Linked DNA regions of Cricetulus griseus: region 1 is linked to region 2. Evidence: chromatin contacts called from public Micro-C data. All regions are on one chromosome and are shown on one strand. Each heading gives the region's core, a stretch centred on a gene start, on an enhancer-like site or on the middle of the called end of the contact. The rest is flanking DNA. Distances are from core to core; before and after follow the strand shown. Region 1 holds the start of Morn1 (MORN repeat-containing protein 1). Region 2 holds the start of Faap20 (Fanconi anemia core complex-associated protein 20).

The links. A called contact is a pair of places that touch in the nucleus more often than the background predicts.
Region 1: a Micro-C map of the CHO-K1 cell line shows a contact between it and region 2, with 4 times the contacts expected there. The contact joins the promoter of Morn1 here to the promoter of Faap20 in region 2. A contact is called at or near these places in 7 of 8 Hi-C or Micro-C datasets (the CHK-Q cell line, the CHL-YN cell line, the CHO-K1 cell line and 2 more).

The regions. Positions count from the first base shown.
Region 1 is chr2:1,230,693-1,236,044 of CriGri-PICRH-1.0, forward strand. Morn1 (MORN repeat-containing protein 1) reads right to left here and starts at 1,826. Exons shown (of 13, transcript XM_027398507.2): 1 at 1,581-1,826; 2 at 811-882. The coding sequence starts at 1,818. It overlaps Rer1 (protein RER1), which reads left to right and starts at 1,933. Exons shown (of 7, transcript XM_027398503.2): 1 at 1,933-2,072.
Region 2 is chr2:1,059,738-1,065,250 of CriGri-PICRH-1.0, forward strand. Faap20 (Fanconi anemia core complex-associated protein 20) reads right to left here and starts at 4,113. Exons shown (of 5, transcript XR_004768080.1): 1 at 3,957-4,113; 2 at 3,324-3,468; 3 at 2,936-3,216.

The DNA.
Region 1 (5,352 bases), core at 576-3,075, 170 kb after region 2:
TTTGGTTTGATTTTTGAAATAGGGTTTCTTTGTGTAGCTCTGGCTGTCTTGGTACTAGCTCTTTAGATCAGGCTGGCCAGGAACTCACAGATACACCTGCCTCTGTCTCTGTCTCCTGAGTGCAGGGCTTAAAGGCACACACCACTACTATCTTGCCATTTTTTATGATTGGAAACAAACCATAATGCCTTGCCTGTATGTAACTCTAACTTGGGAACATATAATAGACCATCCATGCTAAAGAAGATAATAGGAGGCAGCCTGATGAGTACACAATTGCTTTCCTCGGGAACCAAGAGATTCAATGTCTCATAGCAAAATCTACATATCGTCTGGCTCTTGTCTGGTGGTTTTCTATAAACTGTAATGCTGCCACAGACACGATGGAAAGAACAGGGATTGATTTTTCTCTCCCTTGTTTACCAATTTTGTTTCTTAATTTCTTTTGGAATACAGAGAAACTCAGGCTGAAGATTAGGAGCCTGGATGTCCAATAACAAGCACACAGCTTGCCAGGATGGTGTGTGACACACACACGCACACAAACACACACAGAGGGACTTACATCCATCGCCCTACTCTATTCCTGTCACCAACAGTTCCATCACCCACCAGCATATAATAAGCTCTAAGCATACAGGAACTTGTCTTACACTGATTCCTTCATGACTGGGGCAAAGTGGTACCAGTGTGCAGGCACAGTATTGTCCCATGCTTGGTGCAAGACCACCGCCTGTCTGCCCAAGCTTCTCAGAAAACTGGCTTTGAGTTGCAAGGCTATGGCTTCTGGAATGACCAGGAGCTTCTTACCATGTTTCTTTCCTCCCTTCCATTCTCCTTCATAACGGAAGAAAGAATTTGGGTATACATATACGCCATAGCCTGTATGTGGAAAGAAGATGAACAGGGTGACCGTGTGGCATCAACAGACAGAGACGGGGCAGCTCGAGGTCTGCAGCGGTCCGCAGGTCATTTCTAGTCTCTCAACCCTTTCAACATGACAGCATGCGTCACCTTAACTAATTGCTCAAGATGTATGGGGCTCAGTTTCTGCTTAGTGTTGGTCCCGGCCCCCTTTTCCTTGGGTTCTGCTACATGGACGTGCGCCAAGGATAAGGTAGGGCGGGCGAGACGAGGGCTAGGACAAAAACTGATTGCCGGCCTTAGGCGGTGGTGAGGACGGAGAAGCCTTGGTGAAGATACGGAGAGGAGCTCAGACCTCCACCGTCCTCTTGTCCCCACGGAACAAAAATCCTCACGTTCCCCTAGGGACCCCTGGCTAGCCTCATCTGCATCATTCAGCTCTGAGACACCACGCCCAACTCCCACCTCTCCGTCCCTGGATGGACAGACAAGCCCACTGCGTTCTCACCTGCAAGTCACAGCCTGGGGCGGGGACCCCGTTTCTCCCGTTTTTAGGACAATGTGTCCATCGGACTGCATCGGGCGGACCCGCGTTCCCAGGCCGTGCGCGTTCACCCCGCCCAGCCTGACCTCGGCTCTACCCGCCCCTCCTAACGCACGCGATCGGGGCCCGTCTGGACAGCGGGCTTCATCCAGAGGGGATACGCAGCTCGTACCGTCTCGCGGCGGCCGTCTCTGTGAGCTCCGCGGCGGCTGGGGCGAAGCCACGGTCCGACCGCCAGCCGCCGCCATCTTACCGCCAAGGGTTTCCGAGCAACCACAAAGCCGCTGGCTATTGGCTTCCGGTTGCCACGGGGCGTGGCCAGGCTGTGTCTTGGCGACCGAAACATCAGAAGCGGCGGCTTCCGGTCCGGGAGCCTGGGGACACCAAGGCGCCTGCGCGGCCCGGTGCATTTCCGCCAGCCCTGTCCTTCCGCCGGGAAGCACTCCCGCCAACGGCCTCGGCGACCACACAGGAAGCGGAAATGGTTGGAGCTTGGGCCCCGCCCCGCGGCCATCTTGGCGGCTGGAGGCGGCGCCGCAGGACGGGACGGAAGTGCCTGTGCAGCCTCCCGGATCCCGAGCCGAGCTCTGGCGGCCGCCCTGCCCGCCATCCTCCGCCCGCAGCCGTGAGGGAGACCGCGGCTCGGCTGCAGCGGAGCTGCGAGGTGCTGGGGGTGGGCTGGTGGCGCGAACTTGGCCGGGCGGCGCATCACCGCCTTCCCCGGGACTGTCAAGGCCGCGGGCGGGCGGGCGGGGCCGGGCAGTGCCTGTGAGCCTGGCGAGGGGTGGCCACAGGGCCGGCCCATCTCCGGGAGGGGTCCGCGAGGGATCTGGCGAGTGCTGCCGCCCGCACAGCTCGGGGAGCCCGGGGCGGGCATGTGTGAAGCCTCCTCTTGCTGCCCCACCACCGTGTTCGGTTTCGGGGCACACGTGTAGAAACTAACCCTGACGGGGTGCTGTTTAAATGACTATAGATTATAGGGTGACATTAAGGTAGTAGGACGCCCCCCCCCCCGGCTCTCTAGGCTGTACCTTCAGCATCGTGCTAATAAGGCGACGTTGTCTTCCTTGTGAGGATATCAGTGCTTAGTGTTCACACTAAGAACACCCAGTGGCATTTCTCCCTTGACTCTCAGGAATAGAGACGAGTTGGAACTGCTTTCGTGTGTGTGTGTGTGTGTGTGTGTGTGTGTGTGTGTGTGTGTGTGTGTTGAGTTTTCAACTCACAGTACTATGGAATTCCCGAATAAGTAAGTGCTCAAAAGAACATCAGTGATCCCTTGGGTCCTGCTGTGTGGGTTGGGGGATTGGCTGCAGGGGAGGTAGAGTGAAAAAGGCCTGAGGGAGATCCTAGATGATCATCCTCAAAGGTGGGAGGGACCCAGGCTGGGAAGAGCTCATAGGCCAGGTATGGAAGGACTGTTCAAAGAGGGAACAACTCTTGGAGCATGCAGGTGCTATGCCTTGGTCAGGAGGCAGTGACTCCCTGATGCTATACAGAGAGCTTTCCCCTCTCTGCAGTATTCTTAACTTTGGAGTGGTGGAGTGCAGAAACTAGCCAAATAATGGGCTCTAGAACAAGGCGCTGGGAGAATGTTCTGTGTGTAGTACTGGTCTTTCTTAGAACAATTTTTCTTGCCTTTTTGTGACTGAACATAGAGCAGTTTTAGTGAGTATTTGACAAGGGCTGCAGGTTGTGATGCCCATCCAAAAACTAGACAGGCTCCCTCAGGGAGCTTGCGTTCTGATGGTAGGAAGTTGAGAGATTACTAGAAAAGAATTGGAAAACAGTTGTTTTTTATTGTTGTTTGTTTTGTTTTGGTTTTGGTTTTTTGAGACTGGGTTTCTCTGTAGCTTTGGAGGCTGTCCAAGAACTGGCTCTGTAGACCAGGCTGGCCTTGAATTCAGAGATCCACCTGCCTCTGCCTCCCAAAGTGCTGGGATTAAAGGTGAGCGCCACCACTGCCCAGCTTGGGAAACAGTTGTTAAAGGAAATAGAAACAGTGATGTGACAGGGAACTGGCGGTCAGTTTGGACAGCTTGAAGGGCCTCTCTGACCTTCTGTTTGAGTGACTAGAAGAGGACTGCAACTAGAACAGCTGGTACAAGGGCCTCCCTAATCCAGAACAAGTCTGACTTGTCGAGGGGCTGATACTTTTTGGAGCAGGTCTCTGAAGCTTTGACACAGGCTGCCATTAGATCCATCCTCTTAAGAACCCTTCGAGGAAGGCAGTGAGGATCTCATCCCATTTTCCAGATCTGAGCCCCAGGCATTCTTCATTAGCCTTCCCAGATCACACCACTCGGAAGTGCAGTGTTGGATCTGAAGCACACAGTGGGACTCCAAAGGTCACATTCTTAATCTTGGATGCTGCCTCTCACAGATTGTTATTGGCAGTGAGTTTAATCAAGATGTAGATCAATGTTTGTTTTATTAATCAAAACTTGACTAATGTGTTTTTGGTAAGTTTCCTAGTATCATCTGACATAGCTTTAAGCTGTCAGCTCAGCTTAGAGTACATACTTTAAAGGAATAGCTCTGTCTTGTCTTTTCTTTGAAATGGTCTCATTATATAGATAAGCTGGTCTGGAACTATGTAGACCAGGTGGACCTCAAACTTACCTGCCTCTCTGCCTCCTGAGTACTGGAATTAAAGTTGTGCAGCACCAGGCCTAGCATTTTCTTTTCAATATTACTCTTGTCTCAGTTTAAGCAAATGTGTTTTAGTGGTAAACACTGTAAAGTAAGGGAACATTTGCGTGTACCAGAGGGTGAAGAATATGCCTAAGACAGCCTTCTGTAGGCTGGGTTTTAGCCTAAGGGGGATGGCCATAGCCACTCTAGGTAGTACATTCTAATGTGGCCTCTATTAAATGTGGAATCCCTCATAAAGTTTAAAAATGTGCCCCCAGAAAGGAAAGCCATAGCTAGGTTTTTCAGTTAAATTGTGTACGTTTAGTTTATGCAACATACCAGAGATCAAAGGGCATTCTCAGTCTCTTGGACAGCTCCAAGTACTGTGCTCAGTGGATCCAGGAAATGGAGGCACATTCACAGCTCTTCATGCAGACTTGAGTCTGGCCTGTGTGGCTTTGGAGAAGACTTAAGATTTATGAGGCCACTGACATCTTTCTTCCTAAGGATTTCTCCAGTGTTCAGGTAGAGGATAGGCTGGAAGTGCTGGACTTGCAGTCCTGTTGCCCTACTGTGAGCCTGATCTTGCCGACTTTGGGAGCTGAGACCAAGCTCAAGACTTGCTGCAGACTGAAGTCTGCCTGTATGTCTAGTTTTTAATAAGGAGAGCATCATTTTACACATGATGAACCTGAGGCTGATTGTAGCAGCCAGAGAGTCTGCTGAAGGCCTCTCAGCTGCTCACCACAGGTAGATTTAAGTCATACTTGAATCACAGTTTGTTTCTTCACTTCAGTCTTTGTAGCAGAAGAAACTGGAACAGGTTTTATGCACAGATTTGAGAGGACCAGGACCGTACGATTTTTCCTTCACACCTTTCGAGTAGGATAGATGACGAAGGCCCTATCACTTAGCAGCTTCCCTGAGTCCATATCTGAAGAGCTGGGTGTCAGGCTGGGCCTGAGCTGCTGCCTGGCTTTGGTCTGCTGGAGATTTGTCCTCTGTGAAATTGAGGGTAGTGATGATCTGCTCAGCTGTCTAGGTTCTGTGGTGAATTCTGCCTGGGGTCCCAGCAGCATGTTGAAATGGCTAGGAGCAGATAGGGTTACCTTTAGTTGCCAGATAAGACACAGGGGCAAGGATAGATGGGCTGCCTGCTAGCCTTGTTGATAGGGAGAGGACCTGGCTCTGGGAGTATAGATCCAGAGCAGAACATGGGGAAGACAGGATGTTTGGTGAAGACCCAAAGAAATGCTTTGGATGAAATGTCAAGTCTTGACAGACTGGTCAGTAGAGGGGAACACTTTGAC
Region 2 (5,513 bases), core at 2,863-5,362:
CCAGAATGGAAGCAGATTTCCCCTAAGATTTACAACAGAGGATAGGAAGCAAGGCCCCTCCCTCACCTGGTTCCTAGGTCCTGTGACTTTCAATGGCTCTCGAACTTGGCAGTCCCCAGTAAATGGTCTCTGAAGCCCCTGAGAGCCCTCAGCCAATCTAACCACAGTATTAACACTTCCCTCCCTCCAACTTTCTGCAAGGCACCTCAAGGTTCTGTGTGGACCTCAGCCATCTGTTGGGAGTTTCCAGGCAGAGTCCCCCAAGTGGGTTCTCAGGGATTCCTCCAGATACTACTCCACAACAAGAGAGCTGTTTCTGTAGAACTCATTTCACAGCTGGGCTTCTGCTAACTCCCAGACACAGCTGAGCCCCAGCTAGAGCTAACCAACACAGATCTGCCAGAATCTGAATATAAACAAACTATTAGAGTCACGACCATGAGTTAAGCATGGCACACACCTGTCATCCCAGCTACTCTGAAGGCTGAGCAAGAAGACTGTTCAGAGGTTCAAGGCCTAGGTTACATATTGAAATAAAAGGGCAGGAGGACAGAGGCAGGTGGATCTCTGTGAGTTCAAGACCAGCCTGGTCTACAAGAGCTAGTTCCAGGACAGGCTCCAAAGCCACAGAGAAACCCTGTCTTGAAAAAACAAAAAAAAAAGGCGGGGGCAGGAGGACACACGAGAGACGGGGGAGGGAGAGAGGGAGAGAGAGAGAGAGAGAGAGAGAATCACAACCACCAGGTCTCACTGTGTCAGTAAAGACTAGGGTTTTGGCATCCCCAGCTGGTGGACAGTCTCACCAGTTGCCTATCTGACACAAGAATATCAGAAAATACAGTGGTTTCCCTATCTGTGGGTCCTGCATCTGCATATTCAAACAACCACAGATAAAAAGTACTTTTAAAAAGCAGTGACTGTACTAAATATAAACAGACTCGCCCTTGTCATTATTCCCTAAGCAATACATAAAGCCACCTAGAGATGTAGGGTTTATGAAGTAACAACTGTGTTTATGTAAAAAAAAAAAAAAAAAAAAAAAAACACCTGAGCATCTACAGACTGGTACACTAGGAGTACCGGACCCAGTCCCCAGTAGTGAGAGACATCTGTATGAAGTATTTGAATATAGCAGCAAGATCTTCTCAGACAAAGAACACTGTATGCATGTCAGCCTAGTAGCTAAATCCTGTCACATTTAGGAATAAGATAGTGCACCACATGGCTCAGACAGTGCTGAAGGAAAGAAAAACTGGTATGGTCCTCCCTGAGGGGTGTCCCCAGGCTCACTTGTGCCAGCTCAGGTGGGCAGCAATGTCTGCACAGACTGCCCTCAGAGAACAGTATGACCACTCAGTCTGGGTCTAGCTGTCCAATTGACCTGCCCAAGGCCAGTCTGCCTCCTTGCCTAGGTCTTGCCCATTGTAACATCACCCCTGCCACCTAAGCCCCAGAACATCCTGCGTTGGAACAGGAATGAAAGGGAGTTCCTTCAAGGGCATGGGACATACGTTCCCCAAAGCCAGCCTGATAATGTGGCTGCCACCCTAAGGGGTGAGTCTAGCCCAGTACATCCCAGCTGCTCTACCTTGCTGATACCTACTTTGGAAAAATCAAGGCACTTTGCCAAGCCTTCCTACGGCCACTTGAAAGGTACCAATGGGCAGAGCTTCCGGCTTCAATGTTCAGGAGTCTTTTCTTAGACAACACAGACAAAAAGCCCTCCTGAAACAAGAAGGGAGTGGGAACCCTGGCAAGCTCTTATGGGCTCTGCGAGAACAAATTTCCCAAAAGGGTTCCCAACCCCAGCTTCTGCCCCTGGGTCTCTTCATAAGATAAGAAGATGGAGATGTCAACTTTACAAACCACTCACTACCACATAAATAGGACCCCACTTGGGGACAACCACAACCTGACTCAAGCCAGCCCACACTCAACACCCCTTTGTCTGAGCTATGTGGGTAGTAGAGATAGTTGTTGCTGAGGGCTGGGATTGGGGCTCCTCCCAAATTCATAAAGGCTCGATTCTGCTAAAAAGCTCGATTTTGGAGGCCGGGGAAATGGTTCCATTGATAAAGTACCTGCTGTGCAAAAATTACCCATGTAAAAGGCAAGTATGTATATGCAACCCAGGTCCTGGGGTGGCAGGAGAGATGGGGTGGGGTGGGGGATCCCTGGAGCTCATTGGCCAGCCAGCCTAGCCAAACCAGTGAGTTTCAGGTTCAGTGAGAGACTCTCTCAAATAATAAGGCGGGAAGTGATCAAGAAAAATGCTTGACCTGGCTTGCACACAAACAATAATAAGCACATTTTGTTTTGTTTTTTTGAGACAGGGCCTCTACATACCATCTAAAACATATGCCTAGCAACAGTGGGCTCAATTTCTACAAGTTTCTTAAGTAGCCAAAGCTAACCAAATGTGGTGGTGGTACATTCCTGAAACACCAGCACTTGGGAGGCCGAAGCAAGAGCATCACCAAGAGTCAGAAAAGGCTTGGAAGATGGCTCAGCAAGTAAAAGCACCTGTTGCCAATCCTCAACACCTAAATTCAATCCCTAGGACTCACACAGTTTAAAAGGCAAAAACAGACTTCAAGTTTTCCTCTGACTTCCACATGCAAGCATGCCATAGCACATATGTAAATATGTTTAATTTAAATATTAGCTAAATAAACCTGGTGGTGGAGGCCCACACAATTAATCCCAACACTGAGGAGTCAGAGGCCAGCAGATCTCTGTGAGTTTGAGGCCAGCCTGGTCTACAGAGCAAATTCCAGGACAGGCGAGGGGCTATACAGAGAAACCCTGTCTCAAAACAAAATAGTTTTAAAAAAAGGCCGGCGTCACATCCAGGCACTCTCTCAGCCTCCCAAGCAGGAAGGAGGTTTTACAAAGGGCTAAGTCTTGAGCCTGAGGTCAGGGGTGGCACACTCACGTGGGATCAAATGCCTTCTGGCACAATGGGCAGCTCAGCAACGCAGGTGGACTATGCACAGACACACACTCTTGGGTGCCAGGAGTCTGAGTAGAATCTGGTGCAGGACATGCTCTCAGGGGTGGAGTAGGTGACTCCAGGGAGCCTCCAGTCCCGTGGAACAACCGGTAAGAGTTTCCAGAGACACCAAGGGCAGGTGGAAAAGGCGTCCAGGAAAAGGTCTTGGATCCCACAGTAAAGACCTCAGGAGCCACAGTGGGCTCTGGGTCAGGCAGTGACTCCTGAAAAACAGATGCCCATGAGGTCATGGCCATCCACACCGTGACCTCCCCCAGAGCCTGAGAACACCCTCTCCCGGGCCATCGCCCTTTAGTGCTTCTGGACACACCTGGCTGGGAAAAGCAGGCAGTGGTGGCAATGGCTGACTGTTCGGGGTCAAATCCACGTTCCAGCTCACACTGCTCCGCAGCAGAGCAGCCCAGGGCTCGCTCTTACTGCCTTCCAAGAGAAACCAGGGGCGGCAGTTGGGGGCCCTGAGGAGCACAAGAGGTATCAGCCAGGGGATCCATGGCGCAGGGTCCCGAGAAAGGGGTTCCACAAGGGAGGTCACGAGGGGTTCTACAGTGAGGGGTAGGAAGACTTGGGTGGGCGGGGGCAGCAGGAGTAGACAGTGGGGTATTGAGGGAGAGAGTCCCAAGTGGGGGATCAGGGGTGCGGTTGACGTGGGAGGGTAAGTGGACTCTAAGGGAAACGGAGCCTGGGGCTGCGCAGGGAGAGGCCAGATAGGCTACGGAAAGAGGGGTGGCGGGGGTGGGGGAAACCGCAGGGTTGGGGCGGAAGAAGCGACCGCGCCCGGAGAAAGGCGGAGCGTGGCTGGTGGCAGGCCTCACGGTTGCGGGGTGCAAGCGTGCAAGGAACCCCGCAAACCGTTACCTACACGGGAAAGTCGCGGCACCCCCATTGTCCCCACCGCCTACCCAAACCCCCTGCACCCCCACCCTCTCCGCCCCACCCGCCTCACCCGCCCCCTGCGGGCGGCCTGCGGCGGCTCAGCCTCCCCCGCAGCCTCTGCTCCTCCTCCATCCTTCTCCCAAGAGCCTCCGGCGGAAGTGAGACGTACAACTCGACCCGCCCTCCGGCCCGGACCAGCTCCCGCGGCCTCCAGACCCCCACTACCCACTGTGCCAAGTGCCATCTCCCCTTTGTGACACTTGGACACTAAGGCGCAGGGATCCTAGTCTTTGGGGACCCTAGGCTACCGCCTTGAGGGACAGGCGGGACAGGGTGGAGCTGCCCTCCAGCTTGCAGGGATGCGAGGCTGGTCCCAGCCGAGTCTGTGCAGGCAGCTCTGGAGCCTGTGTTCCCTTGTGTTAAACACGTGCGGACAGCTAGCTGTCAGGCCTGCCCCAGCAATGCCACCTCCCAGCGGCACTAGACAATGCCCTCCCTGCCTCAGTTTCCAGTTCTGCAGCCTTTCCAGGGTGGCCCCACGGACAGGACTTCCAGATGCAACTTTACCACCATTTTAGTCCTATAGGGGGAACTGGGTTTCTCCACGAAAGAGAGAGGCAACGAAGCCGCGAAGCCCAGGGTACGAAGCACAGAAACCCTAGCTTCCTATCTAGCCAACAAACCCGCCCTGCAATCCCGCAGCCCGTCACTTGGTGGCAGCAGACGCCCAGGCACTTTAGTATATGCAGTGGCGTTCGCTAGTGGCTTTCTATTTCTCCACAGCCCCCAGGGGTCAGGGCTGTTCCAAAAGCCCGTCCTGCAACCATCTGACTCCCTGACCCCTCTTCCTAGGTCCTCCTCCCGTCCCAACCTTGCCTCCCCATCCCTAGACGAGGTCACCCCCACCGTGTGTGGTCCAACCTGCAATTTGTGTCCAGGCCAGTGTCTGGGGAAGGATTCTGGACTTTTCTCTCTGCAGACTTGAAGAGGTTGAAAAGTTGAATCTCCAAAGTATCCTAGAGTACACACCAGGGTCTGTTGGGCATTGAGGTCTTTTGGAGAGTAGCCATCTTGGGAACCTGCCTCTACTAGGCTGAAGAACCCAGAGTGGTAGCCAAAGGTGCAGCCAATGCAGGAGCTGCCAGGGTCGGGTAGTCTCATGCTGTACATCAGTGGTGACCTGGGACTGGGCCACCCAAGTTGGAAGGCAGCTGTGATGAGTCCCAGGTCTAAGAAGAGCCTGCTGATGGAACACTCCCAGTCGGCCTGTCCCTGGTCCCCACTGGGCTGGCTCCTGGGCTTTTGATGAAAGTATCACTGTACTTTTGCAGGGGACCTTGAGGACTCTAGGAGGTCTGGCACCGACATCCAAGCAGGAGGAAAGTCCTGAAGAGGGTGACCAGCCAAGTGCCGAAAGGGCCCTGTGTGGGGAAGAAAGCACAGCTCAGCCACACCCTAAAACCAGAGCACAGAGGCCTTCCTGAGATCTCTAGCATACCAGCCTCTCCTGAACCCCTAATCTACAGAGCTCGGATACCCCGACTGCCTACACAGGTGCTATAGCCAGTTGGCTCCAGAGGGTCAGAATGAGGCAGAGCCAGAGCCTGTGTGACTAGGCAGACTTGCC